3 separate regions of the Mus musculus genome follow, and regions 2 and 3 are each linked to region 1. A link is a contact called in public promoter capture Hi-C data. All regions are on one chromosome and are shown on one strand. Each heading gives the region's core, a stretch centred on a gene start, on an enhancer-like site or on the middle of the called end of the contact. The rest is flanking DNA. Distances are from core to core; before and after follow the strand shown.

Region 1 (4,207 bases), core at 684-3,183:
CCAGCACACACATTCAGATTGCTGGGTTAGTATAAATCTTAGAATTGCTTCATTGAAGTAGGTGGCATTATGATCTCCATTTGCAGTTGAACATGGTAAGACCAATAGCTTGTCCCTGCTCACACACCCAGTGACACAGGCACACTGCAGAAGGAAGGCATCCGATTCCTAAGCACTGACCTCTGGTTCTGAAGCAGAGCCACCCATTTAGCTAAGGACACGTGCATGCACACATATGTTTTTACTTATATATTCAAGGATGCATGTTCTGATGCATGTGTGTTGTGTGTACACGCCATAGGTCAACTCTGGATGCTGTCCCTCAACAGTTGCTCACTTTAATTTTGGATACAGGACCTGTCATTGGTCTGGATTATGCTGTGTGGGCTGGCCAGTGAGCTTCACGATCTGACCTTCTCTGCCTCTCAGGGACTGGGATGTCAAGAGTATGCCACCATGCCCACATGGGTACTGGGGATGGAACTTAGGTCTTCATGTTTCCCCCAGCCAGTACTTTTACTCAGTACTTAACTGAGCAGTCTCCCTAGCCTGAGCTTCCATTTTTAAACAACTGGTAGAAAAACAGAAATAAGGATACTTCATAGCACGTGAAAACCACATGAAATTGAAATGTCAGTGTCCATAAAATGTTGGATTTTATCAAAAAACTGTGAGAACGTTTTTCCTTATTACAAACGTACCCATGTAACATTTTAAATTCTGCTTTTTAGTTCACTGAACCTTAAGTATTTACTGTCATGCTCATTACACCAAGTTTGTAGAGCTTAGTTTAGTTTATTGTAAAAATAATGACTACTTGTTGCGGGATATATGTGTGACAGCCCCTGGGGGCAGATTATTTTTGCTCATTTGTTTCCATAGCCCCAGTTGGGAATCAAAGCAGAAAAGGGCTTTCCCGCCCTTTGCAGGTAGGTGCCTCTGCACAGCAGTGGCCTAGCAAACTCACTATAGGGTCTGACCAGATGACTCTGCTCAGATCACCACCGGATATAGAATGAACTTTCCAGATACTGCTGCACCGGAACCTGTGTGCTCTCTGAGCAGCGATGCTCCGGAGCGGACCGTACGCCTAGACCTAGAGGGCTTCCGCAAGGGGTTTAGCCCGCCCCTCCTTCAGTAGTGGGACATCAGCAGTGGCGGGATTGTAGGGCCATCCTCCTTGCTTCTCTCCCGCCCAGGGCCGCACCGCCCTTTTCCTGTCGGCGCCACGCCCGGCGCGGTTGCATCAGAGCCGGAGGCGGGCGGTGCACGTGGAGCGGGGCGTGCGGTCCGTGAGGCGCGCGCCGGCTGGGGGGGATGCCCTCATCTACCGGGTCCCATACTCCGGACGTTCCCCTTCGCCCCCACGCCCTCTCTGCCAATCGCAAGGCGTCTCTAGCAAGTCGGAACCAAGCATTCTCTGTTTCCCGCCCTACGAACGGTCCCTCGGGTCTCCCAGCGGCCGAGAGTGCCATTGGGTCCTTGGGTCCCTGGCTAGGGACCTGCCTGTAGACAAACAGGACACTCACCTGACGATGGAGTCCATCCCGGGGGCTTCCGGATTGCCTGGGCCATGGCTGCTGAAGGTTTGGCCATCCTGCAGCCGCCGCCCGCGTAACCCCTCGGGGTCACCACCTCCGCTGCTGCTGCTTCTGCTGCCTGAGCGACACAGCTCACGGAGGCGACACGCCGGGCCCGAGGGCAGCTGCTGGCGGCCGAGCTGGCGAAGCAGGAGAGGGAGGCGGACGCTCATGCTGCTGCAGAGTGCGGGGTGACTGGTTATCCCCAGGCGCCGAGATGCGGCTGCAAGTTCTTCCCCGGGCTGGCGTGGGAGGCACCAGAGAGCCAAGCGGCACAGTAAAGGGCCAGCAGCAGGAAAGACTAGACTCTTCCTCGTGGGAGGAACTGAGGCCCCTAGGGGGCACTGTACCAAGTGGCCGTGACGTTAACAGGGCGGGGGCCAGCGGACGTGAAGCTTTTGGTTGGAGTTGCCAGAAAGTCAAGGCATAGGAGGTGGGGCATCAGCGTGGTGCTGAGCCCTTGCCCTGAGATTGTATGGCCAGCCCTTCTGCCTCAAAACCTGATGCCACCCTTGGTCTTCATAATGCAGCTCACTTTCCTCAGGAGGTAGTGGTCCTAAGTCCAGTTTAGACCTTCAGAAGGAAGTGTTTATTACGTGGGAGGTGGCCTAGGGCTAAATGTCGTTCTTAGAGTTTGCAATGCAAATGCTGGTTTTGTAGCCTTAAGCAGATTAACGTCAATGGTTTTAGGACTGAGTCTTCCAAGTTTATAATTTCCAAGGCTAGTGGGAATAACATAGTAACTTTGTAGACCACAAATGAGGTAGGGTAGAATTTGTGCAAGGCAGAGACCGTTTTTTGAGTGCTCACGCTGTCTTGTGTGCTGGAAAGATATATTTATTAACCCCAACAGATGTAAGAAATGGAACGCCATTCGTCTGATTTCTAACCAGGAGAACCTGCGATCAAGAGAAGTCATTTGGTTTGCTGGCAGAGCTGTGAGCTTGCCCAATTCCACGTGCCCTCCTCCTCTTCCTCTTTTTAAGTTTTACTTGTGTCCTTGAGCTTGCAGCAAGTAAAGGATAGGACAACCTGAAGAAACCAGTTCTCTGATTCTATCTTGGGGTCAGCAGCGGCGTGCTGAGGTGCTGGGCAGAAGGATTGTTCTAGGGATAGAACTCAACTTCATAGGTTTGGCAGCAAGTGACTATACCTGTTGAGCCACCTCACTGACACACGGGGGCCATGTTTTTGAAATGCATGGACAAGCAGGTTCCAAAGAGGGTAAAAAGTTTAAGAAAAAAAAAAATACACACATCTAGTTGGAACTTGGAGCCACAGAAACTTACTCCCTATGAAAAGTGCCTACGATGAGGTTGAGTCAGACAGTGTTTACAGGATATCCTCTGCCTTCCTCACTGCTGTAGGTTGGATATGTGTCCCAAAGGTCCATATATTAAAAACCTGGTCACCCTCTTGGTTACTGGGAGATGGAGGCATATTTTAAGAGTTGAAGCTTATACATGGAGGAATTTAAGCCCTTAGAGATGAGCCCATGGAAGGGATATTGGAATCTATCTTCTGGCCATGTCCATTCATTTATTAGGGCAGGTTTGATAGATGTCCCTTTTAGATTGGGGATCCCTAAACACAACATTTCTCATCTGTGGAATAAACTCAATACTGTGCGACATCTCCCAGGACTGTGGTGCGTCTAGAGGAACAAGAGCTGTGGGAAATGTGAAGCTCACTCTGCCTGCAGGGATAGATAATAAGGCTCTTACCTCTAGCCTGGGAAAGCAAGGCAGGCTGACTTACGAGCTTGTAAACTCCCTTCATGCTTCTTAGCAGTGAGTTCAGGGCTAGTATCAAGCAGGTAGAGAGATAGACCACAGACAGCTGGGTGGACGATGTCACTGTGCTTGTGTGTAGACATACCATGCTGGCTACAATCAGGACGGGGAGGGGTGTGCATACGAGAAGAGTGGAGAAGACAGTTGCCCAATGGCCACTGAGGAATCCCAGTCGTCTCAGAGAAAGATTGCATATAGGGAGGGTGCTTTGGAGGAGCGCACGAGGGGTCCGAGGAAATGACGTCAGTTTTGGACAGTTCAGGTGGAGAAATATGTAAAGCCTCCTGTCCCTCAAGAAGGGAGTCTGGGCCAAAGAGGGGACTTTAGGAAGCAGAATATGAATAGTAGTTTAACCCTCCTGCGACTCGCTAGCAGTCAGGGAGACTCTTGGATCTCCTACATTAGCAGCCTATGGATGGCTGAGGAGTTCAGGCAGAGCAGAGCTGTCAGTGGGTGGGCTTGGATGCAAAGTTCCCTCAAAGGAGCTGCATGTTCTTCATGCTTTGCAGGATAGGCACTCCTCTTCCCTCGAGAGAGTATCCTTCATTACTTATCTAGAACATCTATGCTCAAGCTGCCAACCAAGGCCCTAAAGGAACTGACTCCTCCGGTGGTCAGAGCAGGTGGCCATCACTAATGATGCTACTTCGCCTTTTGTACCTTCTCCTTACACCTCACCACGTTGCCTCTCCAGAATCCAGGACCAATTGGGCCTGCCCACCCTCTGCTCTTCTCTCCTTCTCCTAGATAAGTTGGAAATTCGGATTTTTATTTTTAAACTCCTTTACACATTGTACAAGTCCAATTCAGCCTGTGGGCCAGCAGCTCATAGCC
Region 2 (4,207 bases), core at 795-3,294, 1.3 Mb before region 1:
CCTCTCTTCCTCCAAAAGTCCCGCCTACTCTCCCAGTGATTGATGCCTTTATTCATTAGGGGATGGTTCACAAGGAGTCGCCTGAGTAAGTGACTTATTCCTCGGTCCAGAAAAACCCTCCTGGGAAAGCAGGATTAACATCAAAGTACAACAGTACCAGGGCCATCCACAGCACCACTACCCTCCCACAGCCGCACTGTATGCCTGCCTCCCACTTGAAAGAAGCCACAGAAGGGATCTAGAGACTATAGTCCATCTGGATCTGAGACACTGGAGGCAAACAAATTTTGTTTGGTCAAATTTTCTTTTTCTGTTCTTTATTCTTTGTTTTGTCCCAACTAGTTAATGTTCTCCTTGTTAGACACTGTCTTCCTGCCAGAGTGTACAGGCCCCCACAGTTGACTAGTACTGACATATGGCTAAAGCTCCCTGTTGTTACTGAGGAGTTCTCACGGGAAGACTCAGTGCTAAGCTTTGACCAGCATCTACACTGTGGCTCCAAGCTGTATTCCAATCAGAATCACATTTTTATGAGGCATGGAATTAGGAATTGAGCTGAGAAAAAGTATGGCAGATTTACCTTTGAAGTTAATTCTAGCAATAATCATTTGAAAGTTTTTCTATTGGTTAGGATTAAGGTAACTCTATTAGTCACAAAATGAATAATTATCCTTTAAATTACATGTACTTTTAATCTTATTTTTATTTTTTAAATTTAGTTTAATTTTTTTTTAAGACCAGGTTACTCCATGTAGCCCTGGCTGTCCGGGAATTCAGTCTGTAGACCAGGCTGGCCTCAAACTCACAGATACTTACCTGCCTCTGTCTCTTGGGTGCTGAGATTATAATTCAATTCTTGACAGCTTATTTTCTTGTCATTTTGAGAAATTGAGCTGTCTGGGCCAGCTGCCCTCCCCTGGGTCATGGGATGTGAAATGATCCGTTTCACACTGGCTACTGTGGGTCATGAGGCACTAGATGGTTCTTTTCACTCTGGTTAATGGTTAGTAAGACTCACTGGATGGGAAACACTTTGCACATTGAATGAATACCAAAGACACTGTATGGTTGGAAATAGATCTGTACTTCTTATAGCCACCGGAGAAGCTGGCAAGTTCTCTGTGTTCCCTATTACTCCATGTGCCTTCAAGAATAGCATTCAGGCCAAGGCCTGGTCAAGGCATCCAATGCCATCCATCATCTTTTAGAATAAATTCCAAAATTTATGCCACAGCCCATGAATAGACTGTTTTCATAATTTGTCTAACAAAGGAAAAGTTGAGGTGTGGACTTGGGGGACATCTTCTTAAGTCCCCTGCCCCCACCAGGGTCATTTAGTGGTGATTAAACGCATTGTAAGTTGCCACAATTAACAGTCATTGGGATGCTGAAGTCCAGGGATACTACTGGACATTCCATAATGTTTCAGACAGACCTATCCTCACAGAGCTATTTACCTCAGATCTCAGTGGTTCTGAGACTGGACATGCTAACTAGAGGCAGAAAGCAGAACACCAGGATGCTTGTCTTATTTCATTTAACATAGTTGCTTCCAGTTCTACTTATGTCCCATCACAGTACACGATTCTATCTCTCCTTAGAGCAGAATAAAACTACACTGTGGACACATGATGGATTTTCTTTACACTGTAAGCTTTCCTGAGCCATTCCTTGCCTTCCAGCCTTTTATTACAGATGCAATTAATAGCTTTGATAGCTTCCATGACTTGGTCTCTGTTCACCCTTTTGACCACTGATTGACAGCCTCCAGGACTTGGTCTCTGTCGACTCAGGGTTCCCTCTGCTTTGGCTTTTGCACCCACTGTCCATCCTTTGTCGTGTTTGATGGCTCACTTCCTGAATATGTTCCGATCTAACACTCTGAGCAGTCTTGGAGATATGCTGCTTGTGCAGTAGCAATGCTTTCTCCACACCGTCTAGACTCTCAGCACCTTTCTTTCCTACTTCTTGTGCCAGGCATGCATCTGCTGATCTATTACCTTGTTTTTCCTCAGAAGAGTGCCAGTCCATGAGAGCCAAGATTGTGTTATTTGGAGTGCTTTATACACTGTATCTAAAACATATGTTTCCTCAATGCTAAGCAGCTGTGTGTCTGTGTTTCCATGGAGAAATGAAAAAAAATTTCACATAAGCCCTTCTTGGTGGACTCTGAAAAAGGGAAGAGCAGGTGATGAACTTTTTGCATCAAAAGGAACCCTGGTCATATCACTCTGAAGAAGCTCCCCAGCTGACCCTGACAGTGATCTTGTCTCAGGCTATACACAAGCATAACTAAGCAGAGACAAGTGCGCTGCGATTTCTTCTCCTAAATGAGAATGCTGGTAGAAAAATCCAGAGAGTCTGGAGACAAGCCTTACGTTGCCCCCTTCCCAGACCACGCAGACAGCTTTAATTATAATGGGAAGCAGATGGCGGACAAACAGATCCTACAGTGTGTTTGGAATTCTCTCCCATGAGTCACAAATATATTTCAGGACAGTGTGGAAAACACTGACATAACAAGATGATTTTTGATATATCAATAAAAGGCTACCAACTGCACAGTTCGCCACCAAAACAGTGCACCCCTCTTGTTCAACCTGACAATCCTTTTTTTTTTTTCTTTTTCTTTTTCAGGTCAAACACTTCAGAGCTTTGCAAGAGCAGGCCAGGACCTACTTGGATCTCCTTTGCTCCATGTGTGACTTGTCAAACTCCTCAGTGAAAAACACAGCAAAAGATATTCAGCAAACAGAGCAGCTGGTAAATATATATATATATATGTTCATGATTGCAACTAATTGTCTGCTTTGTCTGCCTTGTTATCTTCTCTCCATCTTCAAAGCTGTGAGATTTAAAGAAAATATTTCTGGAGATATTCTTGCTATAACCCTCTTCAAGCCACAGTAACAAGTCAATATGTGATTTATTTTATTTTATTTTATTTTTGCCATCCCAGAAAGGAAGGTAGATACTAAGTCAGTGGAGTCACCACTGAATTGTTTAGTCTGTACAACCACCACCGCTGGCACCTTCCTCCACCTTAATTACCAGTCTCTCGTGGTTTTCCTAGTCCCTCGCGCCTCTTTCTGTTGTTCTTTTCTCCTTTCCCATCCTGTTCTTTAAGGAATACGCTGAAGAGTCCACTGCCCTAGCTTTTTTATATAAGGCCCACCAACGGGCTACTGCTTAAATCCTTCCAAAGGGTGACAGTTGTAATAAGACAAATTATACACTTCCAAAAACCAGAAGGGCAGATCTAAAGACAATCTAAAACATTGATAGGGCTATGTACAGCAGTGTGGTAAATCTGAAATCCCACTCCTGGGGTCCGGGTAAAGGAGGTTGAAACAGGAGGATTGCCAGAATTTCTAGGCCTGTATAATTCACTTTCCAAAAAATAAATAAATAAAAAAGCAGATAACAACATTAAACCATGTTTTTAAAGATGAAGAAACAAATATATAAGAGATGTGAGCCTTTCTTAATTACTCAAATCCCAATTTTCCAGTCAAATAGATGTATTTACTGCTTGGCCTAAATGGAAAAGCTCTTGGGGAACTCTTTGATCTCATACATTGGTAAAATTTCTTGGATCTTTGCAGCACTGATTAAAAATCACACAGGAGAACTCTTAGATGTTTTAATTCGTTGGAAACTCTTAAGCCTAAAGGAAATCTGTTTTTCTTTGATACAAAGAAAGAGGTGCCTTTCGGATCTGGCTGAGCGGGAGCACAGGACCAGGCTCTTCCCAGCAACCCACTGACAACCCAGAGGTTAGATTCACTGAACAGAGATGAGGTACGGAAAATGAACTAACATTTAACTGTGTTTCCTCCAGATTGAACAAAGGCTGGTCCAAGCACAGAACTTAACTCAGGGCTGGGAGGAGATCAAGAGCCTGAAGGCCGAGCTCTGGATTTACCTACAGGATGCTGACCAACAACTCCAGAACATGAAGAGGAGGCACACTGAGCTGGAGATAAATATTGCTCAGAACATGGTCATGCAAGTGAAGGTAGGAACTGATGCCCGCATGGGGTCAGGGGTCAGGGAGGAAGCCAAGACAGAGCAAGAGATGCAATGCACTCAATATATTCGCTTCTGTACGCCCAGGGGCGTTGTGAATCCTTAGTACTGGGGCAGCCACTTAAGCAATAAGAGAGTATGAGTTGCAGAGAAACATGTGCTGAGCACAGTAATGTGT
Region 3 (4,207 bases), core at 654-3,153, 1.2 Mb before region 1:
AAGTTCTCGTTGGGTGTAGTGGCAAGGATATACAACCCCAGAATTTGTCAGGCAGAAGCAGGAGAATCAGGAGTTTGAGGCCATCCTCTTACACAACAAATTGGAGGTCTGATCTATGTAGTCCCTGTTTCAAAACAAACAACCAAAGAGACACAAGCAAATGAACAAACAATCCCCATCCTCCACACCCAGGAAGGGAGAAGATAGCTAAAGTTGAAAAATAAGGGGGCTGAAGAGATAGCTAAGAACACTGACTGCTCTTCCAGAGGTCCTGAGTTCAATTCCCAGCAACCACATGGTGACTCATTGTAATGAGACCTGACACCCTCTTCTGGTGTGTCTGAAGACAGCTACAGTGTACTTATATACACTCAAAATAAATAAGTCTTAAAAAAAAAGAAAGAAAAGAAAAGAAAAAGAGAAAAAGAAGTCCTACCACTTAGAGTACTGGTTCCCAACCTTCCTCATGCCTTTAATACACTTCTTTATATACTTCTTTATACACTTCTTTAATAACCTCCGTTTAATACACTTCTCATGCTGCGGTGACCCCCAGTCATAAGATTATTTTTATTGCTGTAACAGTAATTTTACTACTGTTACAAATCATAATGTAAATATCTGATAATCAGGAGATCTGATCTGTGATTCCTAAAGGGACCTCCACCCACAGGTTGAGAACCACTGACTTACAGAGATTTACAAAGCTCTAAGGATGAAGAGAGAGCATCCTTTGCACAGCAGTGAGCTTCCAAGAACAGATGCATGTGGCTCAGAGCAAGATTATACTGCAAGGTAGAAAGGGGAGAGAAGGGAGGGGCAAGGCAAGAAGGAAAGGTGGTGGTACCTCCATTTGTACACACGCTGGGAACAAAGGAGTGTGATAAATTAAACTAGATTATAGTAGACCTAAGTACGAAGTTAGCATTAAAAAAAAAGATAAATGAACTCTTATGATGCTGCTGACCATAGTGCCATAGTGATGACGTTTTTCTTAATTTCTGACCCATCATATACCAACCAACAGTTTTTCAAATTAAATAAAATTCTCTTCTTGTCATGATGATGCCAGATGGTTGTAAAGTTTCTTAACTCGTGTTTTCCATATTCCTATCTCCTCATAACCTCTCTGGAAGCTTTTGAAAAAGTAACACCATTCCATTTATTAATCATGTTCTCATTTGTTTTCATTTGAGTCCTGGGGAGCCTAGGGCTATAGGATGCTAAGCCCTATTTCTGCCACTGAAGCTACTTAACACTCCTTACTCAATATCCCTCTTAAAGATGGGGTGCCACATAATAATCCTGATGCAGGAGGCCAAGTTTTCTCAAACAGACCACCCAAAGCTCGAACTATTAAGGAAAAAAATATTATTCTGTAATCATATTTAAAACTTCTATTTTAGCTGGGAGTGGTGGTGCATGCCTTTAAGTCCCAGCAAAGGCAGGTGGGTCTTTGGGAATTGGAAGCAAGTTGGCAGTCTTACATAGTGAGTTCCACCATGACAGCCAAGACTGCACACTGGGGCTAGGCTCAAGAAAACAAAACAAATCTAAAACACAACTTTCTTATCATCAAAAGAAGGCCCCATTGAAGAAATCTTCTTGCTGCTAATGGAGAAACAAACACTGTTGGAGCAGACATCTATAATACAGGGAAGCTAAAGCAGCCGGCACCTAGGAAGGACAGACTCCAGGGAGATCGGGCAGAGACTTAGAAGGCCACCATAGAGGAGGATTCTGTCGTAGGCATCAACAACAGGAAACTGCAGAATGAAACGCCAGAGGCTTCTACTAGGAACCCAGGAAAAAGCTCGAAGCGACAGTGATTCACAGAGCAGTTGGCAGTGGGATAGTAAACAAAGCTGAAAGTGAGCAGCTCTCCCCAGGGAGAGTAACCCTAGAGTAGCTCTCTGTCCACATAGCAGCTTACTCACAGAAATGGCAAGCCTAGGGCAGACATGTTTGCCTATCCACGGGTGACTGGGAAGCCTGGAGGTAACCACAGGGAAGAAGTCAAAAGGGCCTTGCCATGGTCGGGAAATCCAAGTTATTTCCTGGTCGGTATGGTAGCGCCCTGGGGGTGTACAGCTTGTGCAGAACCATGGAGCTGTGCCCCCATTTCCTGTCTAGGTCTATGTGATATCTTGGATGTAACAATCAGTTAAAATTCAGTTGGTCACACTATTAGGGAAGAGAGGTGTTTCTTTCTTGTTCATTTTTAAAATTATTTTAATGTAATCAGTTTTTAAATGCAATTATTTTAATTCTTTAATGTTATTTTAATTGTTTTAATATTATTGACCTTTGAGGAGGTACTGTGCCTACTGTGATGTCTGTAGTCTGTGGAAGAACTAATACAAGCAAAGGTACCAGTTTGGTCCGTGCTACATGTTGTTTCACTGGGCCACAGGTATCTTTCCTATACTACCTAGCTTTATGATAGGCTGTTTAATTTCTAAGTAGGAATTTTCCCTGAAGACTCCGGTCTCAAAAAACCACAAAACTAAATAAAAGGTAAATAGATGGAGTTGGCTGGTTAGATGGATGGATGGATGGATGGATGGGTGGGTGGGTGGATGGATGACCTATATAGTACTGGGGATGTACCATTAGTAGCCTGACTGCCTAAGGATGCACAAACCCCTACGTCAAATCCTAGGAGCAATGGAACAGTGAATTTGGTAGTGTGAGCTTGCAATCTCAGTGGAGGCAGGGATGACCAGGATTAAAGTCACCCCAAGCTATAAAGAGAGTTTCAGGGCAGCCTGAGCTACAAGAAACCCTGTCTCGAAAACAAAAACAAGGTTGGGTGTATTGTTCCATACCTTAATCTCAACACCAGGGAGGGAGGTATCTAGTCTACGTGAGTTTTAGCCCATCCAGGGCTATATAGTTAAGACTTTATCTCAAAAATAAACCAGACCAGAATTAAGGAATAGATAGTAAGTTAGTCATTTCAAAATTCTTTTCCTTTTAAGGGCAGGGCTGGGAGGCAGGATAGACAAGGTGGCATTTAGGAGTTACTTTAAATCACTCTTGTTTAAGGGTTAAAGCAGAGAGCTTTGTTATCTTGTGTGGTGACACTGGACAGTTTGCAGATTTGATTGCTATCTCTTCATTCTTGGAATGCTGACAAACGCATTGCTCTCTATCTGGTGACAGGGAATTTCAGCATAGTGACTACGCCAATTTGGGTTTTTAATCTTTTGTTTTGTGGGCCAGTGAAGGAGCCTGTCCTAAAAGCAGAGCCATCATCTGTAATTGCTATTTAAAGCTACATACTATGATTGGCATGCCATTGAACTGTGCAAGCTGAGTGAAGTGGCTGGGTTAGGGGTCTGCCTTGGAGGTGGTCAGCTTCAGAAAGCATCTGAAACCTTGGCAGACAATGCTGGAGAAAGGCAATGGCCTGGAAATTACTACCAGGAAACAGTGAGCTTTTTGGGTTAGGTACAGAAGGAAGAGAATGAATGTGGACGTACTTGAAGATTCCTCTCCTGTTACGAGTGAGCGTGTTGGAAACCAGAAATGCTAATTAATTTGTTGGAAGCCATTTAAGTTAGTTACATCCCCAGCATCCAGGTCAGAACTGTCCCAGCTTCCAGCTCCACAATGTCATTCTGAAAAGTTAAACTCAGTGACAGTCCTGACCTCTGTCTGGCTCAGCTGATGACATCAAAGTGAGAGTCTGCCGTTGCCCCCAGTGGGTGTGTGGTGGCAAGGCCTGAAGTCCTCAGTCAAGAGCGTGATCCCACAGTCTTCCCCACAGGCCCTGATGGACGAGGTGCAGATGCTACAAGACGAGATCAATGGGCTCCAGGTGTCTCTTGCTGAGGAGCTGGTGGCCGAGTCTCAGGAGTCGGACCCCGCGGAGCAGCTAGCTCTGCAGTCCACGCTCACTGTCCTGGCTGAGAGAATGTCCACCATCAGGATGAAAGCAGCTGGCAAGCGGCAGCTTCTGGAGGTAAATGGGGCCTTGGAGGGGTTTCAGGTCCCACTTCTGAATCAAGCTTTAGCGTCCGTTAGCAGTTCTGGGTACCAATGTGAACCACATGGGTTTTGTTGTTGAAATTACTGGTATTCTCTTTGGTATATGTATTTTTCAAACTTTTATTCTCTTTCCCTCTGCCCCTCCCTCTCCTTCTCCCTCCCTGTCCCCCTCCCTCCCTCCCTCTCTCCCTCCTTCTACCTCCCTCTCTCTCCC

The links. Promoter capture Hi-C pulls out the DNA fragments that hold promoters and counts their contacts.
Region 2: a promoter capture Hi-C map of pre-B cells shows a contact between it and region 1, with 6 times the contacts expected there. The contact joins the enhancer-like site here to the promoter of Mthfd1l in region 1. A contact is called at or near these places in 4 of 39 promoter capture datasets (the 3T3-L1 cell line, the C10 cell line, cranial neural crest and 1 more) and 1 of 115 datasets of contacts at active chromatin or transcription factors (astrocytes).
Region 3: a contact with region 1 is called in a promoter capture Hi-C map of pre-B cells, with 8 times the contacts expected there. The contact joins the enhancer-like site here to the promoter of Mthfd1l in region 1. A contact is called at or near these places in 5 of 39 promoter capture datasets (the 3T3-L1 cell line, the C10 cell line, the HPC-7 cell line and 1 more) and 2 of 115 datasets of contacts at active chromatin or transcription factors (fibro-adipogenic progenitors and large pre-B cells).

Annotation. Positions count from the first base shown.
Region 1 is chr10:3,970,801-3,975,007 of GRCm38.p6, reverse strand. Mthfd1l (methylenetetrahydrofolate dehydrogenase (NADP+ dependent) 1-like) reads right to left here and starts at 1,933. Exons shown (of 28, transcript NM_172308.4): 1 at 1,530-1,933. The coding sequence starts at 1,753.
Region 2 is chr10:5,233,123-5,237,329 of GRCm38.p6, reverse strand. Syne1 (spectrin repeat containing, nuclear envelope 1) reads left to right here. Exons shown (of 146, transcript NM_001347711.1): 74 at 2,638-2,763; 75 at 3,842-4,018. Among named protein-coding and RNA genes, the nearest start is that of Gm51757, 92 kb to the left of the region's middle. Within about 2 kb of position 2,044, at least 31 of the 459 cell types and tissues checked have an H3K27ac peak or open chromatin away from gene starts, as enhancers often do.
Region 3 is chr10:5,175,482-5,179,688 of GRCm38.p6, reverse strand. It overlaps Syne1 (spectrin repeat containing, nuclear envelope 1), which reads left to right. Exons shown (of 146, transcript NM_001347711.1): 95 at 3,761-3,967. Among named protein-coding and RNA genes, the nearest start is that of Gm51757, 150 kb to the left of the region's middle. Within about 2 kb of position 1,903, at least 42 of the 459 cell types and tissues checked have an H3K27ac peak or open chromatin away from gene starts, as enhancers often do.